5 separate regions of the Mus musculus genome follow, and regions 1, 2, 3 and 5 are each linked to region 4. The links are chromatin contacts, called in public HiChIP or PLAC-seq and promoter capture Hi-C maps. All regions are on one chromosome and are shown on one strand. The core of a region is the stretch at or near the end of the contact, and the rest is flanking DNA. Distances in the headings are between cores, read along the strand shown. Region 1 has its middle 280 kb from the start of Pcsk1. Region 2 has its middle 250 kb from the start of Mir682. Region 3 has its middle 250 kb from the start of Pcsk1. Region 4 holds the start of Glrx (glutaredoxin). Region 5 has its middle 180 kb from the start of Mir682.

Region 1 (2,885 bases), core at 227-2,726, 470 kb after region 4:
AGCTACACAAACGGGGTTCCTGAAAGGGAGGCTGGGGCTGTATGGGAAAGAGACAGCGAGAGAAATAGGAAACCAAGACAAAGATACTGATCAAGGCCCCTTGTTTCCAGCCACTCTATGTGGCTGCCAAGTGTGAGTTATCCTTGAGTGTATCCAAGGAGGTGATTAAACAGCTGCCTTCTAAAAAAAAAAAAAAAAAGAGAGAGTCTGAGCCCATCCCCCACCATGCCAGGCTCTCAATGCTTTGTCACCTTGTCACCAGGCTCTCTTCACTCTGTTACCAGGCTGTTGCTTATTCAGGATTGCCTCAGGAAGACAGGTTCAGCCTCTCAGCGGGTAGCAGGTAGCGTTGTCTTGCAGAAAACCGCAGTTATGACAGAACAATAGACCTATCTAGGTCTGAGGACGCTACCCTAGGTGGGCTAGCTGACAGTGGCAGAACAGGTCTGCGCCAGCCTGCTCAAGGCTAGGGGAGGCTATAATTCCTCTCTAGTTATTTAATAAAAAATTAGCTGGACTGGGGTATAGGCTCCATGGTCCTGCCTGGGAATTATGGTGGCTTGTGCCTGTGCCTCTCTTAGGACTGAATCTATTGGACTTATTCTTATCTGTCCTGGAGAATACATGCAGCTTATATGTATTTATTTGCACAAACACGGCTCTTTGGTGTTATTATGAACAAACTTCTTGCTTTTGCTTCTTGGCACATGCCTCTGTCTTAGATTGAAATAAGCCATAGATACAGTGGCCCATCCTTGGCTGCTGGCCCTCATTGCACACCCTTTTCCCAATCAGAGGAAAGCCACAATATACACTCAATGCATCTCTTCATATAGCTGAATTTCTGCCATCTGCACTTGCTGAAGGTGATCCTGCATGGAGGTAACCGACCTGCTTGAAATGCAAACCCAAAGTTGAAAGCAACATGATTAAGTTTGTCTGTCCATAAGTCCAGGTACTCTATTCAGTTGCAAATTAGCAATGATAAAGCCCAAACTCTGGCCTCCTTGTGTGGGGCAGGTGACTTTGAGAATCAACAGAAAAGCTGTTACTTCTCATGTAAATAGGTTATGCTCCAAGTTAACTCTGCTGGCTAAAAGGTTTTTAGCTATCTTCATAATAGGACTCTCTAATATTGGATTTATTACTAGAGCAGTCCATGATTGAGTCAGAATAACTGGTCACATTAAAGGAAAGAGAAGAGTCATTATAATTCCTGTTGGAGTCCGCCAAAAGACCCTCACTAACAAAGACCACAGAGATCGACATTGCTGCAAACTGCAAGAGGTTTTTTTATTGATCCAATGTGTTGGGGACCCCCCTCAGTATGCAGGCAAGAAGAGAGACCCCAAACAAAGAAAGAACACACTTTTTATTCATTGTAAGGGGCAGATTTAGGCAACAGGGCTAGCTGGCTTTCTCTAATGGTGCAGCAAGTAACCCTTTCAGGCATTGGTTGGTTCTCATAGGGTGACTACCTTTGGCCTAGTGACTCACTCTGCCTGCCCTTGTGGTTTTTCTTGGAATTTAGTGTGAGGCAGGGCAGAAGAATTTTTCTGAGAACTGTTATTTTTGTTATGGTTATTTTTCCAAGAACAGCTAATCTTGTTTTGGCAGCTGTAGACTTGGTAAAACTATATAGTTTGGAAAGTCCCTTCAGAGGGGGAAGGGGCTAGGTGGTCTTGAATTTATTTTGGATTCTACACTCCTCCTTTTGATTAATTTTTCGAAGTCGGTTTCCACAGTCACTTATGTTCTCTGTCCCACAGGTTAAAAAGCTTGAAGCAAGGCAGCTTAGCTTGTCTAATCTGGGACAAAGCCAAGCAAAGGTGGGTCAAGAACCCAAACCCAATACAGCTTTCTTATCACCATTGTCAGGGCACTAAGCAAGCTCACAGATCAGTCTGTCACACGAATCATTCTGGCAACTGCCATGCTCCTACAGCATTCTATGGAAAAAAACACAAATGTGCCCTCTTCCCCATATTAAATATATGATCAGGATCATGCCATATACCAATAAGTGGATCCTCCATCTCACCTAGGCATGAGTATGCCTAGTGTTAAGATACTGTAAGGCACTTAACAAGGAGTTCTTTGGCATCCAATATTTTAAAATTTAAAAAAATAAAAAGTGTGATTTAAATAATGTACATGGGGATATAATTTCCCCCTTTATTGTTTTTAAAGAAGATATAATTTTAAAGTTCCACAATACCCTGTCCTTGAGAAATATAAAAAAATCTCAGTAACATGGGTAACATTAAATTGTTCACAAAACATCTCAAATATTTGACTTTAATAGCCAGTTCCAATATCTGTTTTAATCTAATTTGGAACACCAAGAATACAAAAAATATTAAGATAGGCCATGACTAATTACACTTTTAGTTGCTTCTCTTGTTAGAGCAGTTGCAACTAGAAAGCCTGAAAAGGTATCAATAGTCACATGTGCATATTTTACTTTTTAAAAATCAGAAATATGAGTATTCATTTGCAATAATTGATTAAGTATAAGTCCTCAAGAATTAACACAATTATATTGAACAGGTAGAAACTGAGGACAATGAGAACAATTCTTTACAATTTGACATGCACATTCTCTAAAAAATACCAAATTATTATCTCAAGCCACTACTATTTTGATGATGTAAAGAATGAGATAATATGGACAATTATTCTTGTGTAAGGCCTATAATCTGTCTGGGATGTAAATTTGGGGTGGCATTGTTTTAAGAGGTCTTGTCCAGGCAATTTAGAATGAGTTCTTAAATGTCCAAAGACAGTCCTTTAAAGGAACAGTATTTTTTTTTCTTAACTTGAGTTGTATATGAGTAAACAATTGCAAATTTAAGAATTTGTAGTATCTAAGAAATAACCAATTT
Region 2 (2,748 bases), core at 66-2,565, 440 kb after region 4:
CCATCTCATGGAGTGGGCCTTAGATCCAATAAAAAAGTGATTGGTTGATGTACTGGTTGGTTTTGTGTCAACTTGGCACAGGCTGGAGTTATCACCCAGAAAGGAGCTTCAGTTGGGGAAGTGACTCCATGAGATCTAGCTGTAAGGCATTTTCTCAATTAGTGATCAAGGGGGAAGGCCCCTTGTGGGTGGTACCATCTCTGGGCTGGTAGTCTTGGGTTCTATAAGAGAGCAAGCTGAGTAAGCCAGTGGGAGCAAGCCAGTAAATAACATCCCTCCATGGCCTCTGCATCAGCTTCTGCTTCCTGACCTGCTTGAGTTCCAGTCCTGACATCATCCTTTGGTGATTAACAGCAATGTGGAAAGTGTAAGCTGAATAAACCCTTTCCTCTCCAACTGCTTCTTGTTCATGGTGTTTGTGCAGGAATAGAAACCCTAAGACAGTTACTCCTATAACATTTTTCTCACTAATGCTCCAGTGCCACAGATTAACCTCTTTTGGGTTTCTGGTTGCAGATGGGCAAAGAGTCAGTGAGAATTGACAGATAGATGCAGACTCGAGAGAGTGTGCTGGATCTGAATGTATTGTCCAAATGAATAGCAGAATTTTTTATAAAGAAGAAAAACAAACAAACAAACAAACAAAAAACAAAAAACAAAACAAAAACAGGTGAACACATCCGCCAAGTTACAGTGACACAAAACAGAAGGAATGCATACATCAAAAGATGGTGGGGGCCAGGCCGTGTTTACCACTAAAAATGGAGCCAGGTGAATGCTCTGATATAATGCTAGTCTATTGTTAAACCCACCACCAGGGGTTCTTAGTAAATACCTGATTATGCTATTCCTTTGGGCTTAGTGAAGAAACCTGTACCAGGGGAATTTCCTTCTACTAACTCTTTCATGGTTAACCTACCTATTTGCTAGGCCATTGTGTATTTCCGTGTTTGGGTGAGACTCGGCTATTGTCCTAAGTAATCACTATGCAGACTAGCCCTGAGCTTTTCTAGCTCTGTTCTTTGTAATGCCTAATAAGTTAGTTTCACTGTCTCTACTAGAAGTGAATTTGAATGTTACTGAATAGGTAATATTCTTACTGAATTCCAAGCTCACCATCAGCTTCAAGGACTTTCTAGGAACCATTGGAACTGGTGGAGGCTTAGCTATATCAAAAAATCAATCCTTAAGGGCACTTATAATAAAACAATACTGAAAGAGATCACATGGATCCATACATGAGATTAACACAGGGACAGGGTTTGAGTATACGGGCTATAAAAACGCCAAGGTTCCAGGAGGCATAGTTTCCTTGAAACTCCTCACCTTGTTACTGCCTTCAGGCCTTTCAGCTTGTCAGTCAGACTTCACTGGAGTGGGCATAGCACTCCAGTGTATCTTTCAGACCTTTGCTATTGTACATTACAGGATGTATATCCAGATGATACTAATGATTACTTTTCTTCTCAGGTAGCATCCAGTACCGTAAATGCTGGTCAGTAGAAATGAAACTTTTAATTGAACACCAGCTTAAATTCTTCATGTTCAATGACATAAATAGTTATGTCTTTAGTAATAGGGCCCTACCATGAGCTTATGGAAAATAAACAATAGCCATGGCAATAGTCAGTGATGTTAGAAGTGATAGTCTATGTGACCCTGTTGGCCAAAGACTCAACAGGATGTAGCCTATTCTCAGTACTTGAAGTTTTATTTGGTGGCATAAGAAATCTAGTTGGGGCATTATATATACCATTATGTTATGACTCTACTTAAACTCAATGATACCTTGGTCAAGGAAGGAATAAATAAAGAAATTAAGGACTTTTTGGAGTTTAATGAAAATGAAGCCACAACATACCCAAACTTATGGGACACAATGAAAGCATTTCTAAGAGGAAAACTCATAGCTCTGAGTGCCTCCAAAAAGAAACTAGAGAGAGCACACATTAGCACCTTGACAACACACCTAAAAGCTCTAGAACAAAAGGAAGCAAATTCACCCAAGAGGAGTAGACAGCAGGAAATAATCAAACTCAGGGGCAAAATCAACCAAGTGGAAACAAAAAGAACTATTCAAAGAATCAACCAATCGAGGAGCTGGTTCTTTGAGAAAATCAACAAGATAGATAAACCCTTAGAAAAATCACTAAAGGGCACAGGGAAAGCATTCTAATTAACAAAATCAGAAATGAAAAGGGAGACATAACAACAGATCCTGCAGAAATCCAATACACCATCAGATCCTTCTAAAAAAGGCTATACTCAACAAAACTGGAGAACCTGGATGAAATGGAGAAGTTTCTAGACAGATACCAGGTACCAAAGTTAAATCAAGATCAGTTTAATGATCTAAACAGTCCTATATCCCCTAAAGAAATAGAAGCAATCATTAATAGTCCCCCAACCAAAAAAAGTCCAGGACCAGATGGGTTTAGTGCAGAGTTCTATCAGACCTTCAAAGAAGATCTAATCCCAGTTCTTCACAAACTATTCCACAAAATAGAAACAGAAGGTACTCTACCCAACTCATTCTATGAAGCCACAATTACTCTGATACCTAAACCACAAAAAGACCCAACAAAGATAGAGAACTTCAGACCAATTTCTCTTATGAATATCGATGCAAAAATCCTCAATAAAGTTCTCGCTAACAGAATCTAAGAACACATCAAAACAATCATCCATCCTGACCAAGTAGGTGTCATCCCAGGGATGCAGGGATGGTTCAATATACTGAAATCCATC
Region 3 (2,700 bases), core at 71-2,570, 500 kb after region 4:
GAGATTGGTTTATTCATGACTACAACATCCATGATATCAAATCTAGAACATCCTGCCTCTGGAGTTCCTCTTAATAATGAAGAAGTAGCTATTTTAAGTAATATAATGTTCAGCAAATTTTATATGTCATGCTTACAAAGTTAATTATAGCCCATGACTTCAAATTTACCCAGCATGTTCATTTAAGAACAAGTAGATAAAATTACATCAAAAGGAAATTCATTGCCATCTTCTGGCATCTTTAGACATTTGCACACATGAACATACTTTCACACATGCACATGTACATGTACATACACATTTACACAGAAATAAAAATAAACCAAGTCTCATATTTAGAAAAAATTAAGAATCAAATAATAATACCTCAAAATACATGAACTAAATCTTCAAAAACTATTTAGAAATTTAAGTTTTATTCTGGATTTACCAACTCCGTTTGCATAATGAAAGCTTCACTCGATTCCTTGTCTTTGCTTTGAAACAATCGTTTTATTGTACCATAAAATCTAGGGTTGAAAAGATATACAATTAGGCTTTAAAAAAAGATCTATCAAATCATTTATTTGTGAATTGAAGAAGTCCGTTCAGGACCTTTGGAAAATTCCACCAGACGCCTCCTCTCCTGGAAGAGAAAGTTCATGTAGCACTTAGGTACCCCTCCCCTCCAGAAGGGAAAGGGTAATTACCTTCCTCAGATAACAGGGGGTGGAGGGCACTGATCTTTGGCCACTTGTGTGTATGGGGGGGGGGGGGGTAAGGGCAGAGCGTGTACACACATTGTGGACTGACTGTTGGCCACCTACAGACAAGTGAAGTCCTTGCCACCTCATTCCCTAAACCAATCAGTTTAAAAGTCACACTGTTCTGCCAATCACGTTGTGCCTAATGGTTGCTGCTCTGAAAACTATAAAAACTTGCTGAATGGGCTGAGTGGGGTTGTTCTCTCTCTCTCCTTCCTGTGCAGGATGACCACAGCATGCTGGAACAATAAAATTTGTCTTGCTTTTGCATCCATCCCTGGCTGAGTTGTTTACTCAGGGGGTCTCTGGTAAGTTAAGGCTCCTCAGAGTTTTACAGAATGAGCTTCCAAAAATTCTATAAGGAACACAGCTGATGATTCCCATATACCATAGAGACAAGCGAATATGAACACAAGTCAAATAACATTTTCAGAATCACTTCTCGTTCGTTATTTAAGGGATGCTGCAAAAAGGCATTTTCCACATTTATCCTTCAATCTGTTTTACATCAGGACATCACGTGGCTATTGTGTGGCTGTCCCCAAGCTTGCTTGGTTTAGTGTTGCAATGCCATGGAGTAATGATTAATATTGACTGTGAGCTTGACAGAACCTAGAATCACTGAAGAGATAAGACTCGGCATATCTGTGAGGGGTTCTTTAGATCATATTAATTTAAGTGAGAAGACCTACCCCGAGTGTGAGTAGTATCCACAAGCTGAGGGCCTAGATGAAATAAAACAGAACTCTAGTGGGGCGTGAACAGTCTTCATTCTGTGTTCTGACTGCAGATGCAATGGTATCACCAGAACTATCAATGAACTGCACAGTGGAACTGTGAGCCAAATCAAGCCCTCAGGTTGTTTAGTCAAGGTGTTTTATCACAACCTGAGACACATAACTGCTGCTAATGGCTTAGCTTGGGAAGGAGATAGGATTTTCATGACAATGGCAGCAGTATAAACAAAGCAAAGCTTGAGGGAAGCAGGAGAGGTAAATGTCAGACAGTGTTCCCTTCCCTTCCTACATTGGTAAACACTGCAGTTCTGGTGGTGGACTGCTTTATAAAATGAGTAGGTTCTGTTGTTGCACAGGGTCTGAAATTTATTGAGTGAATAGTTTATTGCATTAAATTGTTCATAGTAAACATTTTATATGTGGTTATAGTGTTTTGAAAGGAGGGAAAAATAGGTCAGTACTCAGAGCCCCAGTTTTCACTCAGGAAAATTGAATTGGGAGACTTTTCTTATTCATAAAATGTGGAAGCTGAAAGGGAAAACAGGGTTTCAAATATCTGTGGTAATATTTAATAATTTTTTTCTTGTGAAGTTCCTTTGATTGGATTTCAATAGTCTTTTTAAAATCTCTGTTAAACCTTTGTTTTCAAATGTCCTATTAAATGATACTCCTTTTTAATCTCTTATGTGTTTATAAAAAGATTTTAAAAAAAGGGTACGTTCTATGGAGGTGTGATGAGGTATGGGGGAAGGGGGAACCTCAGTGGGCCCATGCTGAGGTATCCCTTCCCCCGAAGGGACCAGCCACATGACAGTGTACTATAGAATAGAGTTTATTAAGGGCATGGGCAGGGGAGTTAAGAGGTAGTAAAGGCAGAGAGAGAGAGAGAGAGAGAGAGAGAGAGAGAGAGAGAGAGGGAGGGAGAGGGAGAGGGAGAGGGAGAGGGAGAGGGAGAGGGAGAGGGAGAGGGAGAGGGAGAGGGAGAGGGAGAGGGAGAGGGAGAGGGAGAGGGAGAGGGAGAGGGAGAGGGAGAGGGAGAGGGAGAGGGAGAGGGAGAGGGAGAGGGAGAGGGAGAGGGAGAGGGAGAGGGAGAGGGAGAGGGAGAGGGAGAGGGAGAGGGAGAGGGAGAGGGAGAAACTCAGAATACCCAAGATACAATTTACAAATCCCGTGAAAGTCAAGAATAAGGAAGACCAAAGTGTGTATACTTAGTTCCTTCT
Region 4 (2,843 bases), core at 6-2,505:
GACATCTGTATTTTTTCAGCTTCCCAATGAAGCCTCACTGAGGAAGTTTCTTTCCTCTGCTTTTCACTGTCACGCGTCACTTTAGTTGGTATTGGAGGCAGGTGGCCAAGGTTCTTGGCTTGTTGGGGCTGCCTCGGCTTTGTCCCCAACACTCCAGTTAACTGTACAACAAGCTCACTTTCCAGCACTGGAGTCTGTTGAGCTGGGCATTCCAGCAGCAGCCCAGGCACAAAGAAAGCCTTTTCTGAGGAGGAAGGTGTTCTTAGAGAGCTGCATATGGATTTGTGGAACAGGACTTTGAAGCGCTCCCTCTAATCTTGCAGCCTGCGTCACTGAGGATGGATCTCCAAGGCAAGAATCCATCAGATCATACAGTAAGTTATCATGATAACCAGACCTGAAAATATCCTACAATTAAGGCAGCACAGGCAAAAATGGAGTCCAGGATTTACTTTTCTAGTGGGTGGGGCTAGGTAAGAATGGACAAACTAGGTGATAAAGAAAGAAAGCCTAGTGCAAAGAAAAGGAAGGGCCGCAGACCCCACTACATGCTAACAGGGGGAAGAGAGTGCCTATGGCCCCCATCCATAACATAAAAGCTAGAGATCACATCCAGCCTCGAAGCTGCCTCCTGCCTTGCCAGAAGAACACTGCCAGTTCAAAATAGTGCTTAAAACAAAGCCTTCAGATAAACACTTAACTGCCGCCAGCCCAGCTGTCAGGCCCACTATCCACACACCAACCAGCGTTCTGCCTTCTGGTCCTCCCAGGCAGTCCTGCTGCCCACTCATTTGAGCAGTGTCTTCCCTTGAGTCCCTCCCCCACACCCTGCAAAGTCCTCTGGCTGCTTTGAAGGACAGAGCCCAGGCAACGGCATCCTAGAAAAGGCACAGCTAGCTGTCTACAAAGCTCTGGAAAGGAAACAGCAACACCCCAGCGCTTCCTTAGCATTTAAACACACTCACTGTTCTCGCTCCGGTGAGCTGTTGTAAATAATCTTGAATCGCACTGGTGTTGTTAGTGGCTGTGATGTCCACAAACTCCAGAAGACCTTGTTTGAAAGGCAGTTGACTGAGGATTTCTTGGGTCTTTCTGCAGTAGGGGCAGGTGGGCTTGATGAACACGACCACCTTCCCAGACTGGATCTTGCAGTTCACAAACTCCTGAGCCATGCTGACAGGCTGCAGCTTCTCCAGGGAGGAACGTGCAGTTGAAAGTAATGGTCCGGTAATGCAGCGGCGCTTAGCCAGCAGCTCTCATTTAATAAGGAACCTCCTTGGAGGAGGAGTTACCAAGTAGGATGCTTCAGTTTTAAAGGGCCAGCCCCAAAGTCAGTTCATTTTGGTATGAGTCAGTACTTCCTAGGCCTACCATTGCACACTGGCTGTGTAAGCTATAACAGGCTGTCTTGTGTCCTCCCCAAGAACAGAACTAAGTCACCCTCTAGGGTAGCAGAGACAGCGCAGACCAGTTTCTGGGTAGGAGGCCCCAGGTCCTCTTAGAACAAATTCTCTCTCTCTCTTCTTTTGGAAACACGGTTGTTTTGAAAAATAAAAACACAACCATTCAGGAAAGCTTTGGCTCTTCATAGGATGTGGGGACTGCATAGTGATTGGGCCTTGTGGGTTGCACCGGCATGCTTTCTTTGCCCTGTAAGGTGGGTACTTGTGTGATTAGTGGACTTGGTTCTTGACATGTAAAAATGTGCTTGTCTGTACTTTCTCTCTGTCTTTAAAAAGTGGGGTGCCATGCTCTGAGTTCATGGTGAACAATGAGCCCTTTTCAGTGGGGTAGATTTGTGACTGAACTTTGCCACGGGGCCTACCTGTGAAGCTAAGCTTTTTAATAGGTCTCTCTTACTCCAAAAGCCTTAGGGCTGGTGACCTTTGAATAGCAGTTCAGTAAGAAACAAATTCTCCCATAACCCCTGACCTGAGATTCCAGACAGAATGTGGATCTTTTCCTGTCTGACTTGTTTTGACAGTGAGCTGAGGTGCTTTGGGAGGTGGTGCTGAGGTAGATAAGCAAGTCGAAGAGAAAACTCCTGTCAGACTGAAGCACCTTTCCAAGCAAGCAACCAGCTCCACAGTAGAACCAGAGTATCTTACAGGAGGTCAGACTACAGTCATGTCCTGGTGACGGCTCTGGTGCACATTGTGACCAAAGAGAAGTAAACTGACTTCTGGGGGCTGCTTTCTTTGTCACTCTCACTGTTACCCACATCAAATGGCAAAATAACAGTCAGATGGTAATAGTCAGGGCCACAGAAGAAGCGGAGAGAGAGTTCTGCCAACGGAGAAGCGGCCTGGCTGCATGGCTGAGGTGGCTGGCCCATGGCAGGGTTGTAGACCTCTCAGCCCATAGCTTCCCACAATTCTGAACAAGTTTAGGGCTAGAGTCTTAACTTTCTGGCAACCTTCTGATGCCAGCTGTTTCAAGGACCTCTTGAGGGTTCTTGCTGTTCACATGACCCTGGGGAATAAGCACCCAGCTCAGGCTGTTCCTTTAGAGTCTTTCTCTCCTTCTCATTTGTCTGGTCTTTCCCTTCCTCCTTTTCCTAACAATCTGACTCTCTCATCTATCTCAAAGATCATTTTGAGAACCACCATGATCTTCGGTCTCTTGCATTCTGCCCTGTCTCAATATTTGCCACTCCTGTTTTCCTTACCTCCTCTTTGTTGCAATCTGACCTCCTTATCTCTCTCTGCCTGTTGAAATGCCTCAGTTACTTAAGCATCCTAGAACCAGTGTGAATTTATCATGTGCAGAAATGTGGGGACCTCCCAAGAGACCTGTATAGAGTCACGTGGGGCTTGGAGTCTCACTTTATGCCTAACTCCAAA
Region 5 (2,700 bases), core at 65-2,564, 380 kb after region 4:
CAGTACACAGTACACAGTCGTACACAGAAGCATTTTTACATGGGAGTGTTGTCTAGCCCATTGTGCTGAGTAAGTGCTCCACCCTCATCCTGGAGCTGAGTAAGTGCTCCACCCTCACCCTGGAGCACTTGGTCAGTTTTCTCATGCGATGAATCTGGGGAAATTTGCTTTTATTTTCTCCTCCTACTCTTTTGCCAAATATGAAGAAAGTGGCATCAGCCTCCCTGATTTGCAGTGATGCCTGCCCACTTCTTTTCCTGTTCCCTTGTGGAGAGAGCTCAATGAGGTGCATAAGGGTAAAGCCTGGAGTCAGGGTTCACTGGGAGCGTTTTCTTTGCAGGGGTCGAGAATTTTTGCTAAATGTCAAGAGTCTGGATGCCACTTTCACATCCTGCAAAAGCTCTCTAAAAGAGTGTGTCAGCAGAATGGGCATTGCATGTCGAGACAAAGAATTGCCATTAGCCTCACCAGCTAGAATCCAATCTGCTAACTCTCATGTAAGCATTTGCTTTATGTGCCACAGGCAACTGGGGTGGGGGGCAGGTTAAATGAAAGCTTTAGCTCTAAGATTTAGACTAAGGCCCTCCAGGTGCTTCTTTGAAGAGAAGTTATCTTTTATAAGATTAGAAATTGTACCGATAGACATGAAAGTCTCCTGTCTTTAAAAAATCTCCAGTTAAATGATGGTATCTCTATATTTTATTATATATCCAAGAACATTTTGTAAAGCACCTATTGGAAGCCAGTGCAGGGCTTCCAGCTGGGCTCTGCTGATACATCTGTGAATCTAATATTCATGGTCCCTGCCTCAAGGGATTTACACCTTAATAGGGGTGACTGACCACAAACAAGAATAACAGGATCTTGGTCTCAGTTTCTGGGCTGAGGCACCAAAGAACAAAGCAGTAGGTGTCAAGTTCCTTTGCTTTTGAAATTGAGGTGCCAACTGACTACCTCTGCAGAAAAGATACCTCAAAACCTGTTCCACAAGTAGTAAGCCATCATCTTACCCCAGGGCATTGAAGAGAAGGCCCAGTGTTTGAAGTTTCAAGTTCAGGTAGGAAAGCTTGCTTGAGAGTTGTCATGGTGCTGTGTGGTCTCCATCACTACATCGAGGGTCTGTGTGCCTTCTCATTTAATAGAGTGGAAGGCCTCTGCATGCATTCTGAGAATACATTCTCCTGTGTTTCATGGAGTCAGGGACATCCAGGGTGCAGGTAAGGCTTGGAGAGTTGCCACACTGAGAGCACTGAGAATGTGCAGTGCTTTCAAAGTGATATCTGGTGATGAAGGGACTGACTAGGCCAGTTGAAAGCATGTCCCCAGGGAGAAATGTGTGGAAGAGTGAGGTGAATCTGATAAGAGGTGTGCCCTCAGAATGAGCAGGAAGGCAGGAAACTTTCCTGGGCCAAGAAGAAGGATCCTGGCTCAATAAGGTAATTCTGGGAAAGATATTTGCCACAATGGGAGCGGTGTTTCTAAAACTCCAGGAAGAACAGGCCAAGGAGGCCTGGCTGTCACCCAGGTGCAGAGGCACACAGCCCACATCAAAGCCTTATCTGACAAGTCAGACTTATCTTCCTTCTTTGCCTCCCAACACACCCCTATTTCCGAACCCAAGTGGAACGAGAGAAAGCTGACGAAGCTGCCTTCCCAACCAGCTCCTAGGCATGAACAGGACCTGAACACGGAGGGAGAGAAATTGTAGGTTAGCTTAGGTTTGGAGTGTAGATACTCAACTCACCTGAGCAAGAAGACTAACTCTTCTTGGACTTGGAAGGACTTGGAAGCGCCTGGATCAGCTGAGGAGGTGGCTAGTGGGGGACTTATCTAGAGACAGGAGCCACACAGGAAGGCAGCAGATTCAACTTGGTAGAGATAGGAGGAGATAAATTACTTTCTGTCTGAATCACACTGACTCTCATTCTTTACTAGGTAGACATGAACAGAATTCTACAGCAATGTTCTTAAAGGACAGGGAAGCCTCCTTAGACATGCTAACAGCATCAACCTCTCAAGAAATGACATTCAATGGATTGAATTAGTAAGAAGTAGGTGTGCTGAGTACTTTCTGAAAGTTGCTTCCCTTCCAGGCAGAGGGAACAGCATGTATAAAGCTTATGAGGAGGTATATGAATAGCAGTCAATATATATTCAATTGCCATTATCCAAGGATATTTTCTTTGTCTAGGACATAGGATTACATACTATGTTTTATAAACAAATTGTATTTAACTGATCAATATTAGAGGGGAAAAAGAAGCTGTGATAAAAGGTAAAATCTAAAGGCCATAAGGAACAAAAGAGCTCCTGCCTTCTTCATTCGGCTCCTGCTGGCCCCAGATAACACTCTGCCACTGCCATGGATTGACAGTGTAGTCTAGCATGCTGACTACAGTTAAGAAGCACCTGATATCCGTGAGGTTTCCACCTCCTCTCTGTTGTGTACATGTCTGTTGTTGTCATTGTTCAGATCTTGTTTAGGCATCTCATTAGGCCATGGTGGTGAGACTCATCGGTAGAGCTTTTCTGATATTGCTATGAGACAGTCTCACAGTAATCGCCCTGTTCCTCTGGCTCTTACTGCCTCTCACCCAAGATAGTCCCTGAACCTTTGGTATATAGGAATTGTGTTTGTTGTAGATGTATTGTAGATATATTGGTTGGAGCTGGGTACCACATGGTCACTGGTTACTTATT

What was found. Promoter capture Hi-C pulls out the DNA fragments that hold promoters and counts their contacts. HiChIP or PLAC-seq counts read pairs in DNA pulled down with a chosen protein or histone mark.
Region 1: a contact with region 4 is called in a promoter capture Hi-C map of the 3T3-L1 cell line, with 3 times the contacts expected there. The contact joins the enhancer-like site here to the promoter of Glrx in region 4. A contact is called at or near these places in 7 of 39 promoter capture datasets (the 3T3-L1 cell line, the C10 cell line, embryonic stem cells and 3 more), 2 of 115 datasets of contacts at active chromatin or transcription factors (the 230-238 cell line and embryonic stem cells) and 2 of 9 other capture datasets (adipose tissue and macrophages).
Region 2: an H3K27ac HiChIP or PLAC-seq map of embryonic stem cells shows a contact between it and region 4, with 3 times the contacts expected there. The contact joins the enhancer-like site here to the promoter of Glrx in region 4. A contact is called at or near these places in 1 of 39 promoter capture datasets (the C10 cell line) and 1 of 115 datasets of contacts at active chromatin or transcription factors (embryonic stem cells).
Region 3: a contact with region 4 is called in an H3K4me3 HiChIP or PLAC-seq map of bone marrow-derived macrophages, with 5 times the contacts expected there. The contact joins the enhancer-like site here to the promoter of Glrx in region 4. A contact is called at or near these places in 6 of 39 promoter capture datasets (the 3T3-L1 cell line, cranial neural crest, embryonic stem cells and 3 more), 4 of 115 datasets of contacts at active chromatin or transcription factors (the 230-238 cell line, bone marrow-derived macrophages and large pre-B cells) and 2 of 9 other capture datasets (adipose tissue and macrophages).
Region 5: a contact with region 4 is called in a promoter capture Hi-C map of stem cell-derived epiblast-like cells, with 4 times the contacts expected there. The contact joins the enhancer-like site here to the promoter of Glrx in region 4. A contact is called at or near these places in 5 of 39 promoter capture datasets (embryonic stem cells, hippocampal neurons, liver and 2 more), 1 of 15 datasets of contacts at CTCF or cohesin (the NIH/3T3 cell line), 2 of 115 datasets of contacts at active chromatin or transcription factors (embryonic stem cells and large pre-B cells) and 1 of 9 other capture datasets (macrophages).

What each region holds. Positions count from the first base shown.
Region 1 is chr13:75,365,907-75,368,791 of GRCm38.p6, reverse strand. No RefSeq gene overlaps it. Among named protein-coding and RNA genes, the nearest start is that of Pcsk1, 280 kb to the right of the region's middle. Within about 2 kb of position 1,476, at least 33 of the 459 cell types and tissues checked have an H3K27ac peak or open chromatin away from gene starts, as enhancers often do. A contact at or near this core is called in the 230-238 cell line and stem cell-derived epiblast-like cells, where this site is marked.
Region 2 is chr13:75,398,223-75,400,970 of GRCm38.p6, reverse strand. No RefSeq gene overlaps it. Among named protein-coding and RNA genes, the nearest start is that of Mir682, 250 kb to the left of the region's middle. Within about 2 kb of position 1,315, at least 2 of the 459 cell types and tissues checked have an H3K27ac peak or open chromatin away from gene starts, as enhancers often do. A contact at or near this core is called in embryonic stem cells, where this site is marked.
Region 3 is chr13:75,342,226-75,344,925 of GRCm38.p6, reverse strand. No RefSeq gene overlaps it. Among named protein-coding and RNA genes, the nearest start is that of Pcsk1, 250 kb to the right of the region's middle. Within about 2 kb of position 1,320, at least 5 of the 459 cell types and tissues checked have an H3K27ac peak or open chromatin away from gene starts, as enhancers often do. A contact at or near this core is called in bone marrow-derived macrophages and liver, where this site is marked.
Region 4 is chr13:75,838,298-75,841,140 of GRCm38.p6, reverse strand. Glrx (glutaredoxin) reads right to left here and starts at 1,255. Exons shown (of 3, transcript NM_053108.4): 1 at 966-1,255. The coding sequence starts at 1,172. Gm41005 (a long non-coding RNA gene) reads left to right here and starts at 73. Exons shown (of 2, transcript XR_873685.2): 1 at 73-374.
Region 5 is chr13:75,458,820-75,461,519 of GRCm38.p6, reverse strand. No RefSeq gene overlaps it. Among named protein-coding and RNA genes, the nearest start is that of Mir682, 180 kb to the left of the region's middle. Within about 2 kb of position 1,314, at least 20 of the 459 cell types and tissues checked have an H3K27ac peak or open chromatin away from gene starts, as enhancers often do. A contact at or near this core is called in stem cell-derived epiblast-like cells, where this site is marked.